2 separate regions of the Gossypium hirsutum genome follow, and region 1 is linked to region 2. The links are chromatin contacts, called in public Hi-C maps. All regions are on one chromosome and are shown on one strand. Each heading gives the region's core, a stretch centred on a gene start, on an enhancer-like site or on the middle of the called end of the contact. The rest is flanking DNA. Distances are from core to core; before and after follow the strand shown. Region 1 holds the start of LOC107922507 (dolichyl-diphosphooligosaccharide--protein glycosyltransferase subunit 1A). Region 2 holds the start of LOC107922008 (short-chain dehydrogenase/reductase family 42E member 1).

What was found. A called contact is a pair of places that touch in the nucleus more often than the background predicts.
Region 1: a Hi-C map of leaf shows a contact between it and region 2, with 2.4 times the contacts expected there. The contact joins the promoter of LOC107922507 here to the promoter of LOC107922008 in region 2. A contact is called at or near these places in 8 of 34 Hi-C or Micro-C datasets (anther, hypocotyl, leaf and 2 more).

Annotation. Positions count from the first base shown.
Region 1 is chrD01:15,631,738-15,636,305 of Gossypium_hirsutum_v2.1, reverse strand. LOC107922507 (dolichyl-diphosphooligosaccharide--protein glycosyltransferase subunit 1A) reads right to left here and starts at 1,767. Exons shown (of 10, transcript XM_041087129.1): 1 at 1,120-1,767; 2 at 847-891; 3 at 74-708. The coding sequence starts at 1,215.
Region 2 is chrD01:15,488,339-15,493,127 of Gossypium_hirsutum_v2.1, reverse strand. It overlaps LOC107922008 (short-chain dehydrogenase/reductase family 42E member 1), which reads left to right and starts at 3,431. Exons shown (of 5, transcript XM_041087121.1): 1 at 3,431-3,779; 2 at 4,018-4,360. The coding sequence starts at 3,590.

The sequences.
Region 1 (4,568 bases), core at 518-3,017, 140 kb before region 2:
TGTCAAGGTAATACATCAGAAACGAATCTCCAACCTGGACCAGAAACTGTGAAGGAAAACATATGAAAGTAACCTGGAAAATTCACCCTTGCTTTGCGCACCACCATGGATGAGCTTGTAATGCTCAGTGACCAGCACATTACCCCAATGGGATATTTCTATTTCTCTCACCAATTCCTGAGCAATAGCAAAGGGCAGATTGTTTTCGAAATGAACTGTTATAGGTGAGGATGAGAATGCAGGGAGATTCTCATAAGGACCATATTTGATTTCTGAACCCTGGACCTTTGTGCTCTCCAGTGTTGTATAGGATTCAATTCTAGAATCAAGCAGCTTAAGACTTAGAGACTGGACCTTGACAACATAAGGAGACAGATAGTATGCACTATCCTGGTACAGTACAAGCTGAATATCAGCCTGACCGATTTGCTCGGGCATGGGTCGCAAGGCATGGGTAAATACAGCCAAAACATCAAAAGTGAAGCTAGCGCCCACGGTTAATCCCTGTGGCAATGATACCGAATAGAATGTTACACCAGGAGGCATATCTTCTGGTTTGACGACATCAATAGGGAAAGAAACAACAGAGACTTTGACTTTCGCTTTGGCTTCATGCGGGGAAGCCATCAAATATGCCAAGTTTTGGGCTTGAAGGTCAGGAAAAGCCAACAAAACCTTAGACACAGTCTCTGGACCTGCATTCTCCACCTAGAAACAATATAACAGCACATTGTAAGAGAAGCAAAGTTTAAGAATAGGAGATAGTGATTTGAACAATGAATCAAAAAGAGATAACATTAGCAACTTTGAGACTTGAGAGTGAAAAGAGAAAGTATTGTGAAGCACCTCTAAAGTTGAAGAAATTCGAACAATGTGGGATGTCAAATAAATCTGCAAGACCACGCGAAACGAAGTTAGCATAAAAGGTACGGTTTGAAGAGATGGTAGAGACACAGCTATGGAAGCATTTCGATCAACCCAGGATATTAAGTTTGAGAAACAGGAAAATGGAGAGGAAGAGGCAGTGAATAAATCGGAGAACCGAACTCACATAATCATCATAAATAAATCCATTAAAGGAAGAGAAATGAAAATTGAAATGAGAAGATGGAAACTCACACGTCGATCGACTTTGGAGAGAACCAGATCGGAGAGTGCCGGGGATGCCAGCATTGAGATCGTAAACACGAGTAAAACAAACCTCGAAATCCCCATTGTCGACCAGCCAGAATGCACTTCACTTCACTTCAAACCTCTGCGGCTTCACAGCAGTATTTACGCTTGTTTGTTTTTGATGGAGACTCTCTCATCTCTTCGCTTCACTTGTGTTTATAAGTTTCAGAATTGAATTTGAACTGAAGTGGTTAGATGAATGAATGGGTCGAGTACAATCTCTGAAAATGGGTCTAGCATTAGCCCACCTCAAATTCATCCAAATCCAATCAATCATCAGGCTTTTTGCATTTGGACTCTACCCTCCATCAAACAAATAAAGAAAGTAATTATTTTTCCGAAACCCATTGGCAGTGGCACGTTGTTTCTCAAAATCCTTGAGCTTTTTGGACTTTGATTCTTCCGAGTGATCTTTCAACTTTTATCGTCGACCCCATTGAATGTCATTGTTCATTACTGTACTAGACTTAGATGATTAAAGATTGTTATAACTTTTTTCACTCATTTGATTCTTTCCAGCTTTCTGGCTTTTGTGAATCATTATCTTTCACATTCCTCTCTTATGCTCTCTGCCTGCTGGCTTAGTTTAATTGCGTAACCAAGTTTTAGAACAATTCCTAGGAGCCTTTTCTTTCTTTGATTTCTAATTTGTTGCTGAAAATTCCTCTTTCAGGTTCGTTTCATTTGGGAAAATGATTGGATTGGACCCTCAAATCTCAATTAATATGCTCGTATGATGGAACATAAAATGTTCGTTTCAATAGAGTGCATTTTATTTTATTTTATCTCACAATTATAGTATCTAATCTCATTGTTATAATAACTAATTCCATCGCAACCATTAATTTTAAACACACCACCTATCTAAAAGGATGCTTAGAAGTGATGGGTAGATTTAATTGATTAAGTACTCATTAACAACTAATAAAATTTAAACCTCATCAACAATCTTATTTGATGGATAATACGTAACTTGATACATCATTGTGTCAAGAGATGAGTGTGGTGTTAGATAGGGATTTGAGTTTGAAGCAAGGATTTGATAGATGATTGATGTGAATGTATAAGAGGCAGAATCTTGAGGAAGGAGGAAGATGAGATTCATATAGGCAGTATGCTGAAACTGAAAGAGGGAATTCAGGAGGAAGAGACGTGTCATCATCTCCTTCCACTTTCCACTTAAATGATAATTTTGCTTTGCTTAAGCCCCAGGAATCAAGGAAGAGGAGCATGTATCACTACTAGGGTTGCAATGGTTGGCAGGGTCAAACAAGAGGACCATGTCCATCACTGTGCTAATCACAATTACTGGATATTATTATCATTATTAAACCCCTCTTTATTTGTAGGCTCATATAGAAATCAGAGTATAAAGTGGGAAAAAGAAAATAGACACGGTGAGTGAGGGTCCAAACTCTAATCTAAAATCTTTAATTTAAAGACCTTACTTATTTTTAGCACATGATTTTCTTCGTCTTTATCCTTATCAATATGATCTTTATCTATTTTGAAAGATGTCTTCAATCTTTTTCAAAAGTCATGTTAAAGAATGAGTTGTTTAATGAGCTAATTTTCAGTTTGGGTAAACTACTTATTCGCTAATCTGCATCCATTGAAGTTCTTGCAATTTATCATCAAAATTTTAGTTCACTTTCATTTTACTCATATCTCTAATACGCAGTTAACTATATATGTCACATCATATTTACACTTTCATTTTGATCGCCCAACTTCTAGGTGGCTTTCATTTTGATCACTCAAAAAATATCATTTTTTTAAGTATTGGTTGAGGTAAAAAAAATCAAGGATTAAAGTAAAAAAGTGGTAGAAGCTAAAATAATACACAAAAATTGTCAAATTATACTTGTTTATCCCATTGCCGAAAAATCTAAATTTCTTTTTTTAATATTGAAATTTTAAAATTCAAAACATCAAAAAATCGTCATCCAATTTGTTACTATAATATTGGAAGTCATTAATTTAACTTCCTTCTAAATTTTAAAATTTTATTTTATGTTTCCAAATTATCTTTAATGAAAACAACTCATATTTAATAGTTGCCTACAAATTTTAAGTTTCTTTTGATTATATAATCTCCAATCTTTCATGTTAAGCAGAAAGTAAAGAGAAAAGTCCTTACAATTAATTAAATTAATTGATTGTTCTTTGTTTGGGTAAATAAGTGATGAAAAAAGTTATGAGTTTTGTTTGGCATGAAAGATAAAATAAGGATTTTTCTTTACTTTTAGTTTAGCATGGAAAATTCAAGATCATATAGTCAACATAAATTTATTTTTCGTAAACAATTATTAAATATGAGTTATTTGAGTTGATTTTAATTTGAAAATTTAAAATTTTAGGAGATTAAATTAATTAATTTCAATATTATAGTAACAAATCAACTAACACTTTCAAGGGATAAAGTTTTTCAATAACTTATTTAATTTATTTTGATAATTTTCAATATTGAAAAAATTAAAACTTTCAGCAATGGGATAAACAAGTACAATTTAATAATTTTTAATGCATTATTTCAGTTTCTATTGTTTTTCACTTTAATTATTAATATTTTTTTTACCCCGATCAATACTAAAAGAAGATATTTTTTGAGTGACCAAAATGAAAATGACATAGGAATTGGGTGACCAAAATGAAAGTGTAAACATGATGTACGTGTACAGTTAACTGCCATTAAAGATTTAACGTTTGGATAATTAAAATGAAAGTACTTAAAAGTTAGGTGGTGAAATTGTAAGAATTTCATTTTGAGTAATCAAAATGAAAGCACCCTAAAAATTGAGTGACTAACTAGGTAGTTTACCCTTTTTAGTTTTAGTTGTTTTAAACTTATCTTTAAATAAACTTCTGCTTGGATTAAATTTATTGTTAATTGGCTAAAGATAAAAGGTAAATCTTTTAATTGCATTGGGAAAATTCATTTAGGTAGTGTTTAGAAAGTGGCATAATAATTGGATTTTGGTGCAATTATTTGTGATTATGTAAGGCTGGTATGTTTGGATAATTATTGTAATTGGTGGTCTCATCGAATTGGGTGTAATTGGAACATCTCATTACACTTCCCAATTCTTAGTGTGAATGTCAGAATTGGAGAAATTATACTTAAATCCAATTTTAAAAAAATATTTTTATACAAGTTATAAAAAATATATTATAAACATGAACACGTATTGGTGTTTGGGATGGTAATGGTCAAAATTTTCTTACTTATAAATCTTAAAAAACTATATTATAAAAATAATGTGTGTGTTTTATAAAGTTATAAAAAATATATTATTTAAATCTTAAAATATTCTAAAGTAATGGTCGAAAGTTTATTATAAAAATAATTTACATGTTATAATAGTGTTATAAAAAAATTATTTATAAAAAGTTAT
Region 2 (4,789 bases), core at 2,182-4,681:
TAGCATAGCAGTTTCATAAAAACAACACATCTGCTAAACACAAGTTTTCTATTTTCAAGACACTATAACTTATACATTTTTACACCAGCTTTATAACCAAGAAAAACAAATTTAATAGATCTTGGTTCTAACTTTCCATTATCAACATGAGCATACGCAGGACACCCAAAGACTATACCTCTTATGGAGTCTTTTTCTTAATGGCAATTGATGGAGATCAGTTGATAAAAAAACATGCTGTAGAGGCTGCTTCGTCCCAAAATGACTTTGGTAAGTTAGCATTCAACAACATACATCGAATCTTCTCCATGATCGTTCTGTTGATTCGTTCTGCAACGCTGTTTTGCTGTGGAGTATGACAAATTGTCAAGTATCTCGCGATCCCTTCTAACTTGCACAGTTCATTAAACTCATCAGAACATAACTCTAAGCCATTGTCTGTGCGGAGGTGTTTTATTTGTTTTCCTGTCTGTTTTTCATTAATAATTTTCCAAGACTTAAATGCAAAAAACACGTCACTTTTTTACTTCAGGAACAACGCCCAAGCTTTTCTAGAAAAATCATTATTAAGTGTTAGCAGATAATTAGCTCTACCTCTCGAAAGCACTCTAGATGACCCCCACAAATCAAAATGAATATACTCCAATGTTCCTTTTGTGTTATGGATTCCTCTGGTAAATTGAACTCTATTTTGCTTCCAAAAAACTTAGTGCTCACAAAAATTTAGTTTGCAAATTCTTTACTTATCAAGAAGTCCTCTTTTGCTCAATTCTACCATGTCATTCTCACTCATATGTCTTAGGCGCATATGCCAAAGTCTAGTAACATCATCATCTGATAGGGAAGAGGAAGCGACAGCTGCATCATCAGTAACAGTAGAACCTTACAAAACATATAACTTGGCAGTCTTTCTCTACTCTTTCATCACAACGAGGGAACCTTTAGAAATCTTCAAAACCCCACTTTCAGCTGTGTATTTGTACCACTTTGAATCAAGAGTACTTAACAAAATTAAATTTCTCTTCAATTTTGGAACATGTCTCACGTTACTAAGTTTTCTGACAATTCCATCAAACATCTTAACTTTAATTGTTCCAACACCTGTGATTTTATATGAAGCATTATTTCCCATCAAAACAACATCTTCAAACATTGTTTCGTAAGTTGTAAACCAATTCCGATTGGGACTCATGTGGAAGGTGCAACTCGAATCAAGGATCCACTCCTTGCTCACTTTAGAATTGTTGATAGAAGCGACTAGAAGTTCACCATCTCTGTAGTCTTCTACAACATCAGCTTCACCAAATTTTTCTGGTTATTTGCTCTTTTGATTCGCAGGCTCCCTTTTGATCTTGTCCTGCAACTTAAAATACTCAGATTTAATGCGTCATTTTTTCTTACAGAAGTTACAAGTTTTACCTCTGTTTGAAGATTTCGATTTTCTCTTAGATTTACCACGAGGATTCCGTTCCTATGTCCTTCCACAATCATCATCAGCATTCCGATCTTGTCTCCCACGAACAATGAGACCCTCTCCTTGAGAGTCGGGTTTAACCATAAGATACTTCACCTTGTCATACGAGTTCAAAGAATCATAAGCCCCATCAGTTGTGAGAGACTTGCGGTTATATAAAATCGTGTCTCTAAATATTGAATAAGACGAGGGCAATGAACAAAGTAGAATCAACCCTAGATCTTCCTTATCATACTAAACCTCTATGGCCTCTAAGTTTGAGAGAATTTCTTTAAACACTATTAAGTGTTCATGCACAGACGCATCTTCCTCCAAACGATAAGCATAAAGATGCCGCTTGCTAATTAGAGTTTTCGACATACATATTTGTTACAGCCTCTTCCATAATGCAGCGGTGGTCTTCTCCTTCATCACAACCTGTAAAATTTTGTTAGAAAAATGCAGATGTAACTGTGTTAACACATTTCAATCTTTATGCCTCTTCTCTTCCTCCGTCAATGTCAAAGGCATCTTATCTATCCTTAGTAGGGTATCCTCCAGACCCATCTGCGCAAGAACCGCCTGCATCTTAATTTACCAAAACGCGAATCTTGTGTTGCGATCCAATAGCAAAATTTCATACTTCAAAGATGTCATTACCGTGATTGAGATAAGCAACCTGGAAAGCTCTGATATCAATTTGTGAAAAATAAAATGTCGGTAATGACAATGTATCGTAAAGAAAAGAGAAAGAAAAATAAAGAACACATATAATTTTACGTGGAAACTATTTCGAAAAAAACCACTGGCAGAGGAGAAGATAATTCACTATGTCGAATTCGAATTTTTAATTACAAGAGGAGTAGACTATGTCTATTTATAGGCTTGTAAAACCATATTCTAATAGAATGAGTGTAGTAAGGTTGAAACACTTTACTTTAATCAATATTAAATAGATGAAGTATAATAAGGTTGAAAAACCTTATTTTAAAATAAAATAAAAGAAGTGTAGTTCTATATGGATTTTACTTTTATTTTATTTTATCATTGTATAAGGATTCGGGTCACTCAATTCTAACAAATACATAAATTATATAAAAGATTATGAATATTAGAATAATGGATGATGATGAGATGTGATTTTGATTTTGTTGTGGGGGAATAACATTCAACTACTTCAGTTTCTTCTACCTATAACATAAGCCTAAAATGGAAGCTTTATTCATTTTTGTACCTTTTCTTTAATTTGCACTGATCTCACCCAAATTTGCCTCTTCTTTTTCGGCCTCCTTCACAATTGCGAGGAAAAAAAAGAATAAAAGAAAATTGAAGAAAAAGTTTTTAATTTCTAAGTGGATCGGAGATGAATAAAATAATCATGTTCCCTCTTCAAATGGATATATTATATTATATTATATAGGTAAAATGATTTATTTGGTGTTTCAATTTTAAAAAAAATTATTTTAATTATTTATTAATTATTTTTATTTCTTTTAATATTTTAAACTTATATTATTTGTCAAATTATTTTAAAATAGATTGAAAAAATTGACTTTGTTAACTTTACTTATATGGCATCAATGTAACAACCCACACCATATTAATATTTAATTTTTTTTTAAAATTTAAAAAATTAATTGCTATCTTAACATCCAAATGATAATTAATTTATATGTCACATCAATAAAATTAGAGTAAAATAGTGAAAAAAAGCAGCAAAATAGCTATAAAATTGCAAGCTTCTTCTTTTTTGCAAATTCGAGCTACAGCTGGGGTTAAGGCTAGGCCAAAAAACATTACCCGAGGCTTGATCTATTTTTTAAACGAATTTTATTTTTTACTTAAACTTATTTTTTGAGACTATATTTTTATTCAAATCCTCTTATTTTTAGAATGAACCTTCAAATCAAGCCGAGTAATCCAATTCATAATTCAATCTAATAAATTAAAATTAAATAAATTCATTATTACCGTGAGGAAAGGCAATAGACGTATGCAGCACCGTATTGACTAAAATTGTGCCAAGGCCAACCTCAGTACTTGTCTCCATCCATCGGTCACCGTCCCAATCCCCCTACTTATTCACCAAATTACCCTATATCTCACCCTAGCATCCAATCCAGCTACAACAACAAAATGCACTTGAGCGAAAATGAAGGCATCGAAGGCAACACCTTCGTGGTCACCGGTGGTCTGGGCTTCGTCGGCTCTGCCCTTTGCTTGGAGCTCATCCGCAGAGGTGCTCGCCAAGTTCGCTCCTTTGACCTCCGCCATCATTCCCCTTGGTCCCTCCAACTGACCAACCACGGCGTCCGCTGCCTCCAAGGTTTCCCTTTTCTTCTGCTTCTTCTTCTTCTGCTACTACTATTATTTTCTTTCTGATGATCGGAAGAAAGTAACAAAAACTTAGAAACTTTAAAGTTTTCAACTTATCTTTCTTAGATGGATTGAACCATAAAGTTTGTGCTGTGTCTTTTTTTTTTTTTTAAATATGCGGGGGAGGCCTTCAATTTACCATTTTGAGATGCTTATACCCATTGCCCTAAATTGTGTGGTTGCAACAGGCGATCTTACCTCGAAGAAAGATGTTGAAAATGCTCTTCGTGGTGCCAATTGCGTTTTTCACCTGGCTTCCTACGGCATGTCAGGGAAAGAAATGCTTCAGTTCTCTCGTGTTGACCAGGTGAATATCAATGGAACCTGCCATGTCTTGGAGGCTTGCCTTGAATTTGGGATCACTAGGCTTGTTTATGTCAGCACATATAATGTTGTGTTTGGTGGAAAGGAGATTGTCAATGGCAATGAGGCCTTGCCCTATTTCCCTATTGATGATCACTTTGATCCCTATGGTCGAAGTAAATCAATTGCCGAGCAGGTGGTTCTTAAGTACAACGGCCGCCCTTTAAAGTAAGTAAATCGAACTGCCAGAATCCTCATGTTTGGTTACCTTTTCTGCTACTATTGTTTTAGGCTTGAATAAAATGGTACAAGATAGTATTAGTTTATATGTATGTGGAATAGTATGATAGTATTAGTTTTGTAAAAATCAAAAAATTCCTCCACATTGAAAATCCAAGACTCGGGATCAGTACCATTAAATTTAGTCAGTTCCACTTGAGCGGGTTTGGGCTTGAACGGAAACTCTTCCCTATCAGAATCGTACTCAAGGTGCGACGGATGGCAATGGTTGGTAGGAGATGTATGATCACCCTTGAATGTTGTTCTGGAATCAGTCTCAACCTTGGTTCCATCGGGAGGCATCATTGATTGCGTGGCCTTACCCTTAATTAACTGCCCAAGTTGAATGAGTTGAGTAGTAACAGCTTCCATTTGATG